Regions from separate parts of the Mus musculus genome. Here region 1 is linked to region 2. Evidence: chromatin contacts called from public Hi-C data. All regions are on one chromosome and are shown on one strand. The core of a region is the stretch at or near the end of the contact, and the rest is flanking DNA. Distances in the headings are between cores, read along the strand shown. Region 1 has its middle 8.7 kb from the start of Sst. Region 2 has its middle 67 kb from the start of Gm31430.

The links. A called contact is a pair of places that touch in the nucleus more often than the background predicts.
Region 1: a Hi-C map of the HPC-7 cell line shows a contact between it and region 2, with 6 times the contacts expected there. The contact joins two enhancer-like sites. A contact is called at or near these places in 7 of 39 promoter capture datasets (3T3-L1-derived adipocytes, the HPC-7 cell line, cranial neural crest and 4 more), 1 of 15 datasets of contacts at CTCF or cohesin (CD8 T cells), 11 of 484 Hi-C or Micro-C datasets (the HPC-7 cell line, cortical neurons, cumulus cells and 6 more), 1 of 115 datasets of contacts at active chromatin or transcription factors (neural tube) and 1 of 9 other capture datasets (embryonic stem cells).

What each region holds. Positions count from the first base shown.
Region 1 is chr16:23,896,676-23,902,345 of GRCm38.p6, forward strand. No RefSeq gene overlaps it. Among named protein-coding and RNA genes, the nearest start is that of Sst, 8.7 kb to the left of the region's middle. Within about 2 kb of position 1,751, at least 58 of the 459 cell types and tissues checked have an H3K27ac peak or open chromatin away from gene starts, as enhancers often do. A contact at or near this core is called in the HPC-7 cell line, where this site is marked.
Region 2 is chr16:23,776,595-23,782,254 of GRCm38.p6, forward strand. No RefSeq gene overlaps it. Among named protein-coding and RNA genes, the nearest start is that of Gm31430, 67 kb to the right of the region's middle. Within about 2 kb of position 4,252, at least 6 of the 459 cell types and tissues checked have an H3K27ac peak or open chromatin away from gene starts, as enhancers often do. A contact at or near this core is called in the HPC-7 cell line, where this site is marked.

The sequences.
Region 1 (5,670 bases), core at 501-3,000, 120 kb after region 2:
ACTACCCACCACACATCGACTTCCAGAACTTACACATATTGGTCTCTTGGTCATTTCTGAGCTTTGAAAAGGAAATAAATAAAACTAAACACTACCCACTGTGATTGCCTCTTATGCCGAGAGTTGATATTGTCATGACTATGCTAATGGAGTTGCTAAAAATATAAGCCTTCCTAGTTACTGAGAGGTCTGGGCAGAAAGCATCATCAACCGGCAAAGCTGATTCTAAGCCAGGTCTGGGTTGGGTTTCATGGTTGACTGAGTGTGTTAATGTCAGCCAGACAGGGGCTCCCATTCCACAGCTCCTCCGGAGCTGGGCTAGATCAGGGCAACCTCTGCTACTTCATCCAACCCATCCTCTTAGAGGGAGGGGCCAGGAAGAGATCTCCTTGCCTGTCATCTACGGAGCTTCTCTTTGTGGGCTCACTGGTCCCTCTGGAAACCTTCACTTGTTTCTCTCAGGTCTGCTCAAGACGTCCCTGTGGAATGAAACCAAGCCAAGGTCTGTGTCTCCCTGACATGTGGTAGAGCCTTCCCACCTGCCTTGCTACTTTCAGAGGCTTAACACTGAGGTATTCCAAGAATTTTCCCAGTGCAGTCAGCAAGGAGGAATAGTCTTAGCCAGAGCCTTCCATCAGTGGGTCTGAAGAATCCCACTAGGTATCACTGCTTCCTCCTCCTCCTCCTCCTCCTCCTCCTCCTCCTCCTCCTCCTCCTCCTCCGCACAGTTGCCAGACAACATCCTCACCGTGATTTGGAGTCCTCCACACTGAGACAGACTGATAGAAGCCATATGAACACAAAGGGCCCAATTAAATCAGCTTTAGCTTTCTCACATTCAAATCTGAGCCTGATTCTTGATCTTGGCTTCACGAGGGGACTGTCTGGGCACCACAGTGGCAGCCCTGATATAAGTCTGGCTCGCATTCAAAGCTTGTCATCAAGCGGGGATTTCGCCACCCTGGAAATCTGTGGTCACAGGCCACTGCCCAGCCCTGTCCCCTGCCCGGCTGGGCTGTCTTCCTCTGCTTGCTCCCTTCTCTCATCCATGTTTGTCTTTTCCTCCCTGTGCTTTCCTCCTCTTCATGGCCACCTCTGCCTCCTTGCTGTTTTCCCTGGCAATCTCTTCTCCCAGCTTGCTTGCTGCTTTCCTGAATCTCCTTGTCTCTTCCTCTCTCCATCACATCTCTGCTCTTTCTCCCTTTCTCTCATGGGTGTGACTTTGTGAGTCCAGAGTGCCTGCTCATTGGATTTCTCAATACTTCTTTCTCTAAGAGTTGAGGGCAGAGGCAGGGATGGGGTCAGAAATGTGCCCTAGCCTATAGACCAGAGCCTTAAAAAGCACCTCGATTTACATACAGGAAAACTGAAACCAAGCAAGCCTCTGGGGGCTGCCTGGCTTTCGCTATTCAGAACCTGATATCACTGGGCTCTGCAGTCTTTCCTGGTGACAAGTACTGCACTCATCCTTGGCTCCCTTCCCGAGTGGTCGAGGACCAAGATGCGCTCATGGTAGCTCCCGTTCTTTTCTCTGCGGACCCACAGCTGCCTAGAGCAGAGCCTAGTTTCCTGACAAGGGTATTACCCGATGGGAGAAGCTTTGGTGATTAACGGGCAGAGATGTGGAAATTGCTCCTCCAGGCTTTCCTGCTGTGTCTGTGTCCTTTTGGGTGTTTCCTAATCTCATAAATCCAGCCAGACCTGCTGTGCTGTCTCGGGCTGCTCTCAGAGGAGAGGATCCAACTGTTAAACTGAGCTCCTCTGCCCTCTGCTGGCTCCACCGATAGCAGACAGCCGTCTTAAAAGCCCAGGGCAGGTTTTCTTCATTGTTTCACTTTAAAACGTTCTCAATGTCATAGGCAAGGTGCTCGATGCAGGAGGCACACAGAAACACGCAACATCAATTCTTCCTTCAAACTTGCAGTTTTTGAACACTTCGAGTCATAGTCTGTGCTAGGCAGCCAAACAAGGTTTAACCAATAACGCGAATTTTCTTTTTCACTGAACCATGAAATAAAAAGATTACTAAAAGGGACAACCAACCATTTCTAAATGCAGTGTTATTCCCTCTGGCCTTCCCAAATAGGTTTAGGGCTCTTTGCACAGGGACGGCCAAGACAGAAGAAGCACATGTCCTTCAGGAATGCCGCCTAATTGATGCCAGAAAGTTTCCTAAGAACGAGAACTGGAAAGGAGAACAAACTTAAAAGGTAATCGATCGTTCTGGAACTCAGTCTCCTCCTGCATTAGGTTTGAACGCTCCAGTACAGACCTGTTTACAGTCAATGACACATTTCGAAGAAGCTGCTGCCTTCTCACCTTGAGATCCACAGAGCTCACATCTCTGGAGGAGGGAAAGGGATCTTGTGTATTGGGCGCGCCCCCTTGTGGCTCTTCTTTCCACTGCCTAACCGGCGCTTTCAGAGCTCGCAGTCTTGCCCCATCCTAAGAACCAAGGACCCTTCCTGACCTGCAACCCTCTCTCGCTAGTGCTCGCTAGCATATAGTTCTCAAATAGCTTCTTTTAAGCATTTACAATGGATTAGGATGCTTCCAGTTTAATCTTCAATGAAGAAATGTGTGACTGCGGGGGCTGAATCCCCCACACTGCAGAAAGCTGGGCCACTGGAGTTCCAGGCTCAAAGCTTCCCCTGCAGCTACTCAGTCCTGATGGGGTCTCTGGCAGCAGCCAGTCCACCACTTTGGGACCTGGTTCTGACCTCTTCTCTTCCACCCTTTTAGGACAAGCTCATCACAGAGCTCCCTGGCTCTCTGCTTACCGAAACGCAGTTTACTGGCTGTAGTAAACTGAGTAGTACCCTTCTCCTCAAATTCGTGTCTCCATCCTAACCTCTCTAACTTTGTGGTACATAATGGCAGCCGTGGGGAATACAAACACTAAGCCTAGCTCTCTGCTTTCCCCCTGGCTCAGAGCGGCCCAGAGAGCTGTGTAAGATCTACACTACACTGGGATCATGATTCCGGCCCACCTCCACTGCATTCCTAGAGCCAAGCTCAGACCTCCAAGTGCTCTCTCCCAAAGAGTAGGCTGTGCCAGGGACTCTGGAGGCTAATCTTACCACTGTCACATAGGGCAACCCTACTCCCCCTCCCGACAGCCATCTGACTCCATCTCAATCAATTCCAATCGGCGCCATGATGCATCTCTTGTTGACCTGTAAGCCAGGCTTAGAACTGCCACAGTAACGGTGGACTGGGTGTGAAGATTTAAGTCTCAAGGACTGAGATTTGCTCAAACCATATCGAATTAAAGAAAGGCAGATGTTTCCTGGAACATTAGCAATGTAATGATGAGGGGCTTGGGGGTATTTTTTCCCCAATCCAATAGCATTCTAGAAAATATACTATCTGAGGAGACAAGGTCAAAAGGAGATTGAGCAGGAATATTTTGTATCTACTCAGCTTTGAGGCAGTACATATCACCATCTGCTTTGATTGCTGATGGGGACTCATCCCTCCCACTCTCTCATTTACCCTGGCTCTGCATCTCTTACTCAGGAAAACTTTTGGATAAATTGACGAACCAATGCCATGCCTTGGGAAAAAAATAAACCATTGGCTAAGCAACATTTGACAGCAGGAGTCACGGGGAAACAGATGTCAACGTTGGGTTTCTACCAAGAGTTCTGCTTCAGCAGAAAACTGTGTTCTTAGATTGCCACAAGAGGAGAAAGGAGCCCCAGGCAGGAAGGAGTCCTGCTGCGTGTAGTGAGTACAGAAGATGCTCTGAAGATGTTCTCTCCATTCCTCCAGAGCCTCAGCCTAAGCTCATCTAATGCTATGTCTTTGTGGGCAATCCCCATTTTCTTCTCTTAAAAGGAGTAAAAGGAGGCCAGACTTTTTTTTTTTTTCTTGTATCCAGAGCACTCTGCCCGTCAGGCAAGTGTTCTCTCAGTGAGTTATAGCACAGACCTTCTGTACACTTGTGACAACTTCATAGGACTAAGGCAAAAGCATGCACCCTGACTTCTAAGAAGCCACAGGACAAAGGGGCAGTCATACTCCTAAATAATTCTTTAACAAGACGTATTATATGCTTGCTTGTTTTCCATTAGAGCAATTACCTTATTATCTGTCGGTAGTTTGCCTGCCTGTTGGTCCCTTGTTAAAAAGCCCTCGCCTTTGTTGCTAAAGAACTTTTCTTAACATCAGGGACAATGTTTTCCTGTCTTGGTTTGCCCTGAAAACAGCCTGAAATAAAGTAAATGCTTGCAAAAACACTTAGTGAGCACTGAATGGATATGCAACGTCAATTATAATCTTCAGCTTTATGCAAATAACTCCTAAGCTGACAGTTCCCGATTCTCTCTTCTGATGTTGCCAGTAACTACTATCTTTGTGTGTTGTTTAAGTGTCCTTTGTATGTTTCTTCATAGTTTCTCTTATCATCAAGTTGAGCTCCCACTCTAACTCAGGATCATAATGTGTCTCTTGTAAACATTTTTCAAGCTTCCTAACTGGCCTTCCCTCCACCAGTTGCCCCATCAGCACTACTAGCCGCGACCCTTCATATTTACCTTACACTCTATAGTCTCGATCAACTTGGAAATATGCATCTGATCATATAATCGTCTCCATTCAATAGTTCACATAGAAATCATTGCCTCCAGGGGGATCCCCACTCCTGGCACTGAGGTTTGAGGCCCTCCTGGACGTCCTTCTAACTTCTTCCATTTTGCTTACCACACATGCTGAGCCTCGGAGAACCGTGCTCACCTTCTGCTAAGTCTGTCTGCGGCAGGGCAACCACAACAATCTCTATCTCTCACGGCACTCTGAACACTTTCTACTTCCTACCCTCCCTCCTCAAGAAGGTGGTAATATTGTGGATGGGCCTGGTGCTGTTTTATTTTGATGCTAATTCTGCTCACTTGGGAGGGAGTGTGGACATGGAGTGAGTCACTCAGATGACTTCTTGTGAACAAACCCCCTTCAAATGAATAAAGGAGCCAATCACTGAGTGAGTAGGCGGGACTTCCGGGTTGGACTGCGGAAGAGAAGAAGGATGAGTGGGTTAGAGGCTTTTTGGAACTGGAAAAGCATAACGGCAAGATGCTAAAGTTTCCTGGTGTCATGGCAGATCTGTCAGGATTCACCACCGGAGGAATCAGATTTAACAAGGCTTACAAGATTAGGTTTTAGTTGTTGCGCCTAGAGATTGAGTTACCATTGTTTCTGAGCTAAGTTTGTGTGGTGTTTTTCTTCCCCCAGTAAGTCCACTGGATTCCAGAGAGAACACGTGGGTTTGCCCAAAGTGCACCACAAAGGCCGTGGGGGCTTTGGAGCATGGGGCTGGCATGGTAACGACCTGCCAGTACGAACCAAGCAAGCTGGGTAGAGAGATGTTGGAGTTCTGAGTCAGAGTCTCCATGAGATAGCAGGTCGGCCATAATAACAATCCGGTTTCTTTTTAATATTTCCTGCAGCAGTGTAACTATTACAGTTTGGTGTCAGGTGACATGAGCCCTTGAGAAAAATAATTTTATAAATGCAAAACTCTCTCTTTCCAGACAGTTCAGAGATAAATAGAGATAAGTTGCACACAGAGATTGAAATGTAACAAGAAAAAAATTCTGAATTAAATTTCCTGGAAATTTTCTAGGCAGGGGGATGGTAAAGATGAATATAAAGACTCATTCACCTCGAAAA
Region 2 (5,660 bases), core at 3,002-5,501:
ATTAGGGTTCTGAAAGCACTTCTATCTGAATGAATCATTAGACCTTTGAAAGCATGTTTTTGAGAAATGATGTCTAAAATGAAGCAAGTCTTGGCTAGGATCCCAGAGCAAGTTGGTGGCAGAGATAGGAGGAAGGTCAGGATTCTGATACTAGCTAGCACTGACATTTGGGGCCTTTTCTGTAATTTTCAGGAGAGGGAAAGCCTTGTCTGTGCTTGGGGTTTGCAAGGAATAGAGAAAGAATTGCTGAGAAGAACGAGCAGGCTGATTTAGTACAGTAAGAGATCAGAAGGTTGAGGCCACTCCCAGGAAGTTAGGCTAAGTGCAGTTCCAGTGAAATCCCTCGTCTCTCCATCACCTGCTGTCTGGATGAGACAAACAAAGAGAGAGGGAGAGAGAGGAGGAGAGGGAGAGAGGAGAAAGGGGACAGGAGAGAGGAGAGAGAGAGAGAGAGAGAGAGAGAGAGAGAGAGAGAGAGAGAGAGAGAGAGAGAGAGAGAGAGAAACTGAGGAATCAGATGAGGATGGAGTGGGTAAGGGCAAGTGTTAGAATGAGCCTGGAAGGGTGAAGCCAGGACACACAGGGAAGAATGAGGCTCTTCTTTCTCACAAGGAGAAGAGGTGAAGGCGGGAAGCTCTGTGAGCTTCTTGAGTTGGCACAGGCAGCCAAGAGCTTTGCATCAGAGAGGCTTTGCCAGCAAGTCAACATCAGCTTTGTTTAGAGAAACTAAGGCAGGGTGGAGTCAGACTGAGGCGCTGGAAGGTGGCTTACATAGCTGCTGAGGGGAAGCAACTGCACATCAAAGGACCAGACATAAAAGAGAGCAGCAAGGTCCTACTATATGGAATGCTGGGGTTGTGGGAGCCACTGACACACATCCCTGTTACCAAGTGTAGCTCACCCATGCAGACCTTGCTCAGCCCGCTGAAATTCTGAGACAGCTGGATCTACTTTGCTGCCTTTGTTCCGACCCAAGGAGACTGGGAAGTTAGCTTCTAGAAAGAATTATGAATACAGGGACGAGCTGTTCTCCCCTTTCACCCAAGACTCGTGGTATATGCAGAGGGCAAGAAAAAAAATCAAATATTCAGAGCAACAGAAACGGTGTTCCCCAGGTAGTTTAAAGACATCTGTAACTCTGTTGTCCAGGAATCCAGTTAAAAGATGACATAATCAATTCTTCAGTCTATCATTCTGTTATGTGTTTAAGAATAGGAGTTTAGAGGTCTGATGGAGTGAGTGGTGGGCGGTGGGGACATCTTCGTGAAGGAAGTACAGGATTTGGAACAGTCGGAGGGTGGACCAGGAGGGGAGTAAAATCTGGAGTGTAAAATCAATCAATCAGTCAATTAATCACTCACTCACTCACTCAATCAGCTTGGGCTACGGCTTGAGGCATTTAAGCAAATGTTGAGAGCATCACTGTGGGGATGGTATGAAGTAGTGTGGCACAGTGGTTGTTATCATGGGCTTTGGAGCCGAGCAGCCTGGGTCTCATCTTTGTTCTCACTAATCACACAGCCCTAGGTGAGTCATGGCCCTTCGTGCTTTGTTTTCCTGTCTCTAAGATGGCAATGACATTGTCATCTGTCTCATGCAGTTGCTGCAAAGAGTCTCTGATAAATAGGACTCAATACTTCTCAGGCACTAGCCATATATTGGTTTGTTTAGAATCAGACTCTACGGTGAATTTTGCAGACGCTGTCAGGGAAGGGAGGGCTGCTTGCTTTCCTCCTGGCTAGAGAAGAGCAAGTGATGCTGCTCTGGTTCCCTTGGGGGAGAGGGAAGGAGCTACGTCCGTGAGCATAACTCTGCTCTGCCACTGTCATAGACTGGCTTGGCTTCTGCCTGTGGCAGAAAAGAAGTTTGCAATATTAAACCGAAAAAAAAAAAATCAATCCCACTTTCCTTAACTTCCATGCCACTTGGATATGATATCCCCTCCCAGAACTACCACAGTGCCTCTTTCCTGCAGAACACTTTGGACTGTTTGTTAAACTTTTTGAAGACTAACTCTATTTTCAACCTTTACTTATATAGTATAGCCTGCATATACATGTCTACTGTGGCACCATTCATAATAGTGCATTCATAGGGAACCCATACAGGTAACTCAATACCATCGACTAGCTAGTAAGATGCAACACACGCATGCAGTGAAGTACTCACTGGCCTTAAGAACAAAATCCTGTTGCTTGCAGGAAAGTGGGATGAAACAGGACATCAGCCCGCCAAGCAAAACAGCCAGTCTCTTAAGACACACATCCTCTGCCTCACTCAGATGTGGAATCTCTTGATCTGATGTGATGTGAAGAAGTTGACATCACTAACATGGTAATGGTAGTCTTATGGCCAGGATCATTCAGGGAGCTGAGAAGTTGAACACCAAGATGCCAGCCAACATCCCATGTATGGTGAAGGTCTTCTTGCCACAACTCACTCTTTAAAAAGTTGTTTATTTGTGTATGTTAGTTTCATTTAATTTTTTTTGAGGCACAAACAGTCATTATTGGGCCCACAGTAAGGATCTTTTGGTCCTGAGAACGTCTGTGAAGCTGCTGACTCCCCACCCCCCGCCCCCATGTTCTTTTCTGCCTGTTTCCAAAGCCTCTTAAGCAGCTTCCTCCAATAGCAGCTCCTGATTCTCAGTTTCTGCTTTTCCTCCAGACTCTCGGTCACCTCCTGGTACTTCAGCATCCAGACTACCCGAATGTACAAACTTCCCAGTAGACTTTGGCCACACAACCTTGAGGGTAGAAGGTGTTGGCATTTAGTCTAGGCTCTGCCCCACAGTTACCTGGCAATAGCCAGGTGTGCCTGACTCATTATAAAAGGGGCTGCTTGCCTCCTCTTCTCTCTCCTGCCTTCCTGCTCCTGTTCCCAATCCTTACTCCCCTCTCCCCATTCCCTTCCTTCCCCCCTCTCTCCACGTGCTCATTGCTGGCCTCTACTCCTCTATTCTCTCTGACTTTCTCTCTTTCTACTACCTCAACTCTCCTCCCCATGCCCTGAATAAACTCTATTCTATACTATACCATTGTGTGGCCGGTCCTTCAGAGGGAAGAAATGTTTCAGCATGGGTCCACAGAGGCACCCCCTTTCCCCATACCTGACTGCACAGCCACCAAACAAACTCCTTCTCTCCTTATATTTTTATAAAACACAACAGAAGGGACCACCATCTGATTTTCTCCTATCGTAGCATTGAGGGATCCCAAGCAACTCTGCGAGGCATTCCGTGGCAGCCTGGTCTCACTTGGAATTGTTGGGCATCTTACTTCACACCGTGTGACAGGAGTTGCTTCTGGGGTTCAGAAGTAGCTGGGACCTCAGGAAGGGTTGGTGTTCATCCACTTTCAGAGAAAGGTCAGCTAACTTAATTTGTTTCTGTGAAAACTTCCAGAAATATTGATTCCTTCGCAGTGTGCATGCACTCCCTCCTGGACTGACAGTATCCATTTGGTCACAATGGCTGCCAGGTGTCCCAGAAGATGGCTTCAGCCATCAGGCACAAGAACCTGCCCCTCCACCATATTGGTAACCACCTGACATAGTTACATCGTACTTTGATCTTAAGCCCATTAACCTCTTTGTTTCCTGCCCCGCCCCCCATGTTGTTCACCTTTTCCAGCATATGTTTAAAATGTCCAGGTTTGGTGGTGAATAAAATATGGTCCTATTGTTGTCTCCATCATCTTTGGGTTCAGCATCAAGCCCAGAGACTGGCACATAGTAGGCACAGGGCAAATAACAATGTGAACGCAGGCTTAAAAACTCAAGCTGAGGTAGAGAATAATTAATGTAGCTGTCATAGCAGTGAGGGAGTGTCAGGGATAGCACCTCCTGTCCCAAATGAGCTAATTATTGAGGTAACTGAAAACTTTCCTGAGAAAAAAATGTGCCACACAGGGTTTAAATTTTATTCTGTCATAAAAATGCCTGTGGCATGGGAAGGAGGGGCAGGAAGGGGAAGGGGGGCACAGGAAAGTGGGAGGGATGGGTGAAGGGCAAGCAGTGTCTGCAAGAAGACCCACTAATACGCACCTCAGCGGTAAACTCTTCATTCACAGACACAAGGCCTGTAATGGAACCCCGAAGAACCTTCTTTCTCTAAGCATATGCCATAGCTGATTGATTAGGGGAGACCTTTTAATGAAGGCATTAATCAAAGAAACTCTCCAGCCTCAGAGGGAGCCTGTACTAATTAGGAGTGCCAGAACACCCACGCAGACAGTTCCAAGGCTGTGGTGGTGCAGGATGCTGTGGGTTGCTGTGGGTTGCGTGGGTTTCTGGTGCCCCTCCTGCCCTTCCCTCCCCTTTAGCGCCTGGTTGTTAAAGTCTGCATCCTCAAGGATCAGCCCAGGAGACGAGCGGCAGCCCATGAGATGAGCGGCAGCCCACGAGACGAGCGGCAGCCCAACTCCAGCGAAGACCTGGGGAGGTGGGAAACTTTCCAGCTTTTTGCAGTTTCCAAGGAATACAGAGAAACAGCTGTGCTGAGTTTCCAGCCCCTGTCTCCTGTGGTTTAGACAGTGAGGCTTCTGGCTCTCTCCTTCAATTCTGTCCTTCATTTCCTATCCGTCCATACTGATCAACATGTTCAACTCCTTCAGTGTTGTCTAGAAACTACATGTTTACATGTAGGGATATAGTCATTATGTTATAAATGTGTATTTCTTGAAATTGTACATACTATATGCCTAATTTATTTATTCTTGCCAAGTGAGTGATTGTTCTGTGAACCAAACAGCTGCCATCTTGGTGAGTTCGGCAAAAGATCATTCCAGCTAGTTTATCAATGGTTTACATGGTGGAAAGATTAGGACACAAGATTCACTCTTGAGTATATGCCTGTTCCCTGCTCCCTGGAAACTCTGCACCTGTCCTGGGGAAGAGGCTTGAATATGTCAAGGCAAGAAAAGAGTTGGCAGGGCTCATCAATAGGCTTAGCCCTGTTGGGTAAGGCTTTTCGAGTGCTGTAGAATGAAGAAGGATGCTCACAGCCCTGTGAGTATCTTTTCACCCAAGCGCTACAGGACAGCCTAATAAACTAATTGACTTCCCATGGTGGAATCACTCCTCTGGGTTTGTTAGTTTGTTGTAGGGACCTCAGAAAGAGGGGTAGACTGGCTTTATACTTCCTCAAGGGAAGGAATTTAAACAACAATTCGCATGCATTGTCTGATGGGACTGTGGTGATAGGAAGATGTAAGGCAGGCCCATAGGCTCCAGGCTCACCATCAAGACAAGCGTGTTTTCTGAGAAAACGCAGTGTCTCGTTCTCAAAGATTTCAACTGTTGCCTGTAGCTGTTGTTCAGAGCAACCTCCTTTTATGTAGTTAACCAACTGTAGATGTTTTACAAAATGTGTCCAAGTGACACCCAGACTAATCGATATGTGATTAAATAACAGAGTGTTATCACCCAGCCACATCAGCCACAGGACACTAACCACCACACAGTCCTTCCCCTCATTTAGCTTCCGTATTTCTTTAAGCCAGGCAGGCATGTTTCACTGTAGATCTCTGCTCAACAGTCCTGAGGCTCCTCTCGGTTGAGTCTTGTTTATTTTCAGATATTAGCAAATGCTGCTAAAATTAAACTGGCCCTTTGAGCCATCTTAAAAGGTTTTAATACTAGGCCTTGCTGCCTCTCTCACA